2 separate regions of the Danio rerio genome follow, and region 2 is linked to region 1. A link is a contact called in public Hi-C data. All regions are on one chromosome and are shown on one strand. The core of a region is the stretch at or near the end of the contact, and the rest is flanking DNA. Distances in the headings are between cores, read along the strand shown. Region 1 holds the start of acd (ACD shelterin complex subunit and telomerase recruitment factor). Region 2 holds the start of herc1 (HECT and RLD domain containing E3 ubiquitin protein ligase family member 1).

Region 1 (3,960 bases), core at 1,277-3,776:
CGTCTGCCTGTCTACAGGTACATGTCTGACGTCCCTGGACTTTTGACTTACTGCTACAAACAGAAGAAAGCTTCAAGTGAGCTTGCACATTTCTATGCTCATATTAGACGTATTATTTTAGTGAAGGCGTGTGTATATAATGTGTTTTTGTGCAATTTAGGTGCATTGCAGGAATACCTGTGCAACGTCATGGCCCTGCAGTACACCGAAAAACCAGATTACACACTTCTGAAAGGAGGACTTCAGCAGAGCTTACAGAAGATGGGTGGCAGTCTGAAATAATCACTCAACCGGCAGGTAACTCATATATTCATATATACAGTCTGCGCAATATTGTGCCTTCATAGGTTTTTTTTCTGGCGAAGATCTTTCTTTTTAATTGTGCTTACAAAACGAGTAACACTTTCAACAGCTTTGAGGTCAGGAGGAGGACTTTAAAAGTGCAACTGCTATTAAATCAGCTCTGTTTTGAAAATAGATGATAGCAACGGCTCTTGAAACTATCCGCTTTGCCACAGTATTTTTATTTATTTACTGTAAAGTCTCTAGTTAAAATGACACTTTTAAAGAATGTTTACATTCAACATCAAAGACACCTTTTTCCTAACAAACACTCTGCGATTTAGATGGTAGGAGGCACTTTTAGTTCACAGAAGCTACATTTAAAAAGACTTAAATAAATCATTTCTAATCTGAACGTTGCACTACAAAATTCATTATCAGTTGTACAATTTCTTTCATGCTGTGCTTTCAGAGGTCAGGCAAAAATGTGAACACTTGGTATTTTAATGTGACTTTTCAGTCATTTGCATTATTTTTTTCCTTTTTAGTCTAATTTTATCTTTGTGTTTCGATGTAACACTGAAATAAATTGCAGCCTGCTTCTCTGATTTAATTAAGGATATAGATTTTATTTTATTTTTTTATTCTCGTGTCTGTTTTCAGTTTTTTTTTTGTTTTTTTTTGCCACAGATGCTTAATGTCACCTGTTCTTTCATTTCTAACCCCTATTATCAGTGTTTACTTCAATATCTCTAAAAGAGACGAATGAAAGATTTTGTCAAAATGACTCACTCAAATGAAATCACTATTATGTTTGATGTATATATATATAATGTAATTTTTGCTCTTTTAAATCTCCTTTAATGTTGGATGGTTGATGGTTGAGTCATATAAATTTATATCATTAAGTCACCCAGTGTTGAGGGTAACGCATTACAAGCGAGTTACATAATAATATTACTTTTGTTAGTACTAAGTAAGGAATTGCTTTTAAAAATGAAGTAATATTTATTGAGTTATTTTTTCAAAATGTAATGAGAGTTACTTTTAGTTTAAGTAATTAGCTTATAAAAAATAAACAGCTGAACTATAATGAATGTAGTCACATTGAATACCGTACTCAATCAGAAAATGTAGAAACAGACAGGAATCAAGATGGCAGAGCTTTACATTTCTGCAGTGGAAGTATTTTCTTTATTTTGAACAGATCAAAGAATGGAGAAAGAGGATCGTCTCAGTGGACAGGGATTTTACTTCACTATTAAGACAACGTACAAAAAATGGGAAGCGCATTGCTTTCACACTTTTTATTAATCTGTATATATGGCATAAACTGTAGCTTAAGGGTCAGGAAGTTCTCAGAAGATAAGATTATCCTACATTATTATTATTTTTTTGTGTTTTTTCAATGAAAATAAATCCTGCAAGTTATGACATGTAACCCATTACTTACCATAAAAAGTAACTAAGTAGTTCCTCTAGTTACTTTTTGGGGGAGTAACTCAATGTTGTAGAGCATCTTCAAAAGTAACTTTCCCCCATCACCTAGTTTTACCTAACTACTGAATTCTGCTTTATAGCTTTAACTACAGTTTGGTGTCTCGTCTTGCATGATCAGTGCATGGGGTGTGGGTAAAAGCTGATTTGGCTTAAATCTCAAGTCTGATGTTTTTTTTTTCTGTTGTTCACAGGTGAAACCATAGGAGAGATAACTGGTGTGGGAATTGGATTTGATCGTTTTATGGAATGTTTAAAAGGGCTTTTATGTTTTTAAAAGTGCTTTTATTGTGGTTTTTATAGTTGCAGTGTAAACTTTGCATGCTTGTTTGCTCTTCTAGATTTGAATCACTGTTATTTGTTATGGTTTCATGTTTTTTTTTTCTTTTGAAATAATGATGGTATGTTTAGTTATAAGGGTGAATTCAGAGCTATTTTTTATACAAAAAATTATTTCTCGGATTTGACACAACAAAACACATTTCTTGGTTTTGACAAGTTTGTTGTTATAGGTTTATATTTTAGGAAAGACCATATTCATGTTAAAAAGGGGGTTTATTTTCATATTTTCTCCCATGTTTTTAATCAACTGTTTTGTGCAGCAACCATTACTAAAATAAACATCTGCATTCAAAACTTATCTCGTGTTTATTCATTGTGCACAGCTGCCGCAAGGGGGCATTGTCGACTCAAATGTAAAGGTTTATAACGGAACTCAAAACGTCCGGTCTGTTTTCTACACGGAACGAAAATAAAGCTTCCATGTTCAATAAGGGAGCGCGAACAGGCAGATGAGCTCTTTTTCTGCATTTACACCAGTGAACAGCTTTATTAATGAATCCACCTAAAATGAAACGTCGCCGAATGGCGGAGCTGGAGCCCTGGATCGAGAAGCTCATCCAGAACTTCGGCCAAAACCAAACCGAAACTGTCGTCAAAGCGAGCGTTATTGGCGTGAGTAACGTTAGTTTCGTCACTGGCGAATATTATATCTCTAAGCTGTCGTGTCAGCAATTATATGTGTATTTTAGACGTGTGAAATCTCGGACTCGCAGCGGATGGATCGCACAGATGCCTGTATGCTGTTCCTGTCCGACGGGATAGCGATGATTCCCGCAGTGCTGAGCGACGCCGCATGGGAGCGTCTGCAGGAGTGAGGGACCCATTAAACCTCTGTTATGTCACCACACACTGCACACCTGAGCCCCTGTTTTTATCCTACTCATCTGAATAATCGGGCCCGGTGAAAAATCATGCTGAAATAAGCACAATCTATGTTTTAAGTCTGTGAACTTGTGTTGTGGCCTGATTGTAATTTTGGTACCTGACTACATGTGACACTGCTGTAAGTTAGAAATTGAGGTAAAGTTGGTTTTATATTTACTTTTTAACCTTCTTAATATAATTTCAGAAGTGTTCCTTGCAAATCCTAAATAGGGAAATATGAGCAGTTTATATATGAGCAAAACACAACTTTGTCTACACTAGAGATGCCTTGAGTTGGCCCATTGTAACCTTTGATTTGGCCCACCATCCATCAACTGAGAGGAGAGTGAGAATGATGGAGAGGGTTGGGGTGAATGCCTTTAACAGGTATCGTCATTTCTAATTTAACAAACTTTTTTATTAGTTTTATTGCTGAGCTACAAAAAAGCAAACTGAAATTAAAGTTTGTAAATGAATCTGACTTTTCAAAATGGAAATACTGTCACTCAATGCATAGAGGATAATGCAGAAGTAATAAGCAGCAAGCAAATCAAGACAAAAACTAGTTCAATTCTGTTATAAATGTTTTGTTTTTACTTTAATAACTTCATTATAAAATGTAAAACAGAATACTGTATTTGTTAATATAAAGCAGTGTTTTCTTTTCATTTTAAAACCAAGTAGATCAAATATTTAAAGCAGCATGGGCCAAATTGTTACTTAAAAAATGAATAAATGTGCGAATATAAAACCAACTTTACCCCAATAAGTTAGAAATGTAATGATGGCAGTAATTCACTGTTTAATACTCTCTTCAGGTTGGAGGATTTGGATTCTTTTACATCCCTGCTCAATCATGTTGCATTTATTCGTAGCTTTGAGCTGGAGTTTGACATGAAGCCTGATCTGGTATGTGATGTTGCTGTATCATTCCCTAAACATTTGTTTGTTTGAGCACTGTTCATTTTGGTGATT
Region 2 (4,108 bases), core at 661-3,160, 200 kb after region 1:
TTACAGTATAATAAAAAACAACAACTCTATGTCTGTGTATTGCATTATTGTATGAAAACATCTAGAGCAAAAACGAAACTGAAAAAAATGATAAAGGTCAAAAGTTAACATAACAATAAGGTCACATTAGTAGATATTAGTTAATATGCATTAACATGCAGTAAGATATAGAGCTCTACATATGCTTGAGATGTAAAAGATGGTTTAAAAGTCAGAAGCATTCAGTTGTACAGTATTTTTGATTTCAAAGAGTTATTAAATATCTACAATACCTACAATATCAATCATCTGTTTAGTTTAATAAACTAAAATTACAAAATGGAACCCTATTGTAAAGCAATAACAAACTAAATCTGAACATTTTCACTCTACGTATAAATTGGAGAGCAGAACAATGAAATTGTTTCAAATTAAAGCCTAATAAGTCTTTAAGCATTTGGTGCTGTGATGAACATGACTGTTAATATATTAGTTTGAGCATTCCTAAAAACTAAATAATTATTCACGGTTTTGAATTGCTCACAGAATATCAATATCATGCATGTTCATCATCAACATATAGTGTGCTTCTGAATATTGCCTGAGATCTGACAGATGAATTTAATAGTAATATTTATTGCATACAAAGTACACCACTCCAGTCATGTACCTCCTTTATCATGTTTAAATTCTATCATAATTACATGAGTAAGACTGATTGACAGACCATAGCCTATATTGGCAGCAGTTTTGCTGTAGATGCACAGCATGCAGACAGAATACGAGTAAACATATTTCTATAATAACCGGGCTTCATATTATCAGGAGTAAAAGTCTTGCAAGATTTTCCAGCCTGTTATTCCACATAACACAACTCGTCTATTAAGTTACAGGTTGTCGGTTAATGCTTTAGTGCAAATGTTATATTAACCAATTCCTCGGCTCTATAATGGTGACATCCTGATCCTGCAAACAAGCATTTTAATTGCCAGTGAAAACTAGGGTGATTTTTCCACCCACCTGTTTGAATTACGATGACTAAAGGTGTTGGTTTTGACAGTCTTGCGGTTTGCTTATTCATTCAGCTGGCTAACCTATAGTTTCACATAGCATAGCCAACCTTGCGTAAAATGTATTCTCCACCAATATGTCTGCTTAAATGTGTTCAGTACACTTGTTTCGTATTTATCACATCTATAAAAAAGCAGCGCGTTGCTTTGATAACGTCTGCAAGTGAAACGGAACTTATCGGTGTTAGCTTGTTAGCATGGGAGCAGGCTAACAGCTCAGTATACGACAGCAAGCTAAGCTAACTCAGTCCACTACATTAAAATGATTCACTAACAATACACATACGGCTTTGCCTACATTAAATTAAACCATATATATAGGTTTAATTAAAGCAGCGGACTGTCTTGAAAGTGCTAGACTTTATAGCACGGCTAGCTTGTCGCATTAGCCAGGCTGTGGAGCCGCTTGTCTGTGGTTGCCAGGCTGTGATCAACTCCCCTCACTTCATATGAGTCAGCTCAGCTTACTTGACATTAAAATCATGCACCCAAACAAAAAAAAAAAACATCTTCCTAGCGTACAACACATGCATTTGCCACATAAACTGTCAACGAGATGCAAGGTCGGAAGATTACACATACTGTCACATTTGAAACGGCTTAATTCTGCTGTCTGTTGTGGAAATAAAAGAACTGAAAAGGTGAGGCTGGAGCTTACCATAAACTGCCAAAGGCCTATTCAATGCATGAACGAAAGTGGCTCTCATGGTCATAAATGATCCTTTGGCACCTGCATGTGCCGGTGCATGATAGAAAAGTCTGGTAGTCGCTGGTTTGAGGATCTGAATAATAGAGAGTTGGGAGTGAGGAGAGCAGTGCTCAATCCCTCACGACTCTCTGCTGCTGCTGCTGCTGTGAAATTAGCAGCAGACTCACTCAGTGCTCAGTTCAGTCCCTCCCTACCATTCATTACCCGCTGCACAGAACAACAGCTCCACAACCTCAGCGACTACACATGTGCATTGTGCCTGGCTTTTTTTGAAAAATAATACACACACAAAAAAAAAATTATATATATATATATATATATATATATATATATATATATATATATATATATATATATATATATATACAGAATTTTTTTTTGATTTATAGATTTTCAGCATCAAATCTTTAGGTTTAAAATTTCTTTATATTAGAAAAAGAAACAAAATGTTATTTAAACAATTACACCATTTTAAGTCATCAATGTATGGAAAATTACCATAACTACACTACTGCTTATCCATACAGCCATGAACAGAAAGGGGCTTTATTTTGAGGTAAAAATTTAAAAAAATATTTTTTCTACCATTCAAAATACAATAATGTATTCAGAACAATAAAATATAGGATGAAAATGACATAAAAGATAATAAATAATTAAAATAATTAATTAATAAATATAGTAAAATATTAAATGATGATTGTCCCCTGGATTTGTGTCACTGGTGTAACAGTTTAGCAAATATCTATTGTTGTGGAGTAAAATCATAACTTGACTTTCGTCTTCCCATTTCCTGAAGATCTACATTATGAAGAAAAACCCATCGTCACTAACACTAACCTACACTTTCCTAACTCCAATAAATAGTCAAGACAATGTTAGTAATGTTTGTTTAGTTTGTAAGGTAAAGTTTTTTTTATCCAATATATTTTTGTTTATTGTTATTATTTGTGATTTCCTTAATGGAAACTTTTCATTTCTGAAAAGGTTTTTATAGTGGAAAAAGGTTTCTTTAGGTTATTGGAATGAAAATTTATTTCTTTCACAAAAATTTTTTTTGGAGAACCAAAATGATCATAAATGACTTCCTGGCACTTTATTTTAGAAGTGTACCATCTTAAAGAAAATGGGAGGCGGAACTGGAGATATTATCAAAAGACATGTTGCAATCTGTTTTAGATAATATTAACTCATCTTCAATTTGTTTAAAACAGAGTTTTACAATTTAAAGTAGTACACAGATTACATTGGTCCACAGTGAAACTAGCTAAATTTGAATCCAATAATTCTGACAGATAAAATATTGCGCCAGCTACGCTATCTCATATGTTTTGGGCTTGATCAAAATTAAAAGATTTCTGGCAGCTACTATTTAAATCTTTAATATAATATATATCTTTAATATTTTATCTTTGCCATGATGAGAGAAAATAACATTTTACTAGATATTTTTTAAGACACTTCTAAACAGCTTAAAGTGACATTTAACTATAGGCAGGTTAGGGTAATAAGGCAAGTTATTGTATAACGAGCTAATAATTTTGATCTTAAAATAATTTTTTTTTTTTATTATTATTAAAAACTGCTTTTATTCTAGCCGAAATAAAACCAATAAGACTTTCTCCAGAGGAAAAAATATCAGACATACTGTGAAAATTTCCATGCTCTATTAAACATCATTTAGGAAATATTTAAAAAAGAAAAACAAAACTCAAAAGGGGGCTAATAATACGGACTTTGACTGTAAATGTGATTGCCTTTGCAGCTAGAAGGTTAATATTGCACAAATGGAAGGAAAAAAAATCCTCCAACCTTTAAGCATTGGCTTATGGAACTTCTACAACATCTGATACAGATACAATACACTGTAAGAGGTTGTACTGATATGTTTTTTCTCACTTGGCAACCTGTTTTAGATCACATAAAGAAGATAGACCCTTCAGTTATTTTAGAAGAGTACACTGTAAAACCCAAAACGTTAAGGTAACTCAAACCATTTGAGGAAACCAATTGCAACAAACTATTTAAGTTCAAACTCTAATCCTAATGAGTACTGTGAACTTAATCCATTTAAGTAAACGAAGCAATTTAACATAGTAAATCCCAATAAATCGAGAGAAGTCAAACCAAGTGAGTACTGTAAAACCCAGTATGGACAACTCAAACCGTTTGAGGAAACCAATTGCAACAAAGTATTTGAGTTAAAAAAAAAACAAATCTATGAGTACTGTGGACTTACTCCATTTAAGTTGAATTAATGAGGTACACTGTAAAAATGCAGGGTTCCACACAAATCATTTATGTTGTCCCAACACAAATTGATAAAAAACAAATTGTGTATTAACATAAA

Evidence for each region. Hi-C and Micro-C count contacts between places; a contact is called where the count stands out from the background.
Region 2: a contact with region 1 is called in a Hi-C map of an unstated tissue, with 4 times the contacts expected there. The contact joins the promoter of herc1 here to the promoter of acd in region 1. A contact is called at or near these places in 1 of 18 Hi-C or Micro-C datasets (an unstated tissue) and 1 of 4 datasets of contacts at active chromatin or transcription factors (embryo).

The regions. Positions count from the first base shown.
Region 1 is chr7:29,119,089-29,123,048 of GRCz12tu, forward strand. It overlaps acd (ACD shelterin complex subunit and telomerase recruitment factor), which reads left to right and starts at 2,527. Exons shown (of 13, transcript NM_001431059.1): 1 at 2,527-2,733; 2 at 2,811-2,932; 3 at 3,804-3,894. The coding sequence starts at 2,614. vrk3 (VRK serine/threonine kinase 3) reads left to right here. Exons shown (of 16, transcript NM_001013568.3): 14 at 18-76; 15 at 161-297; 16 at 1,974-2,419. The coding sequence ends at 282.
Region 2 is chr7:29,315,159-29,319,266 of GRCz12tu, forward strand. herc1 (HECT and RLD domain containing E3 ubiquitin protein ligase family member 1) reads right to left here and starts at 1,911. Exons shown (of 78, transcript XM_073908537.1): 1 at 1,708-1,911.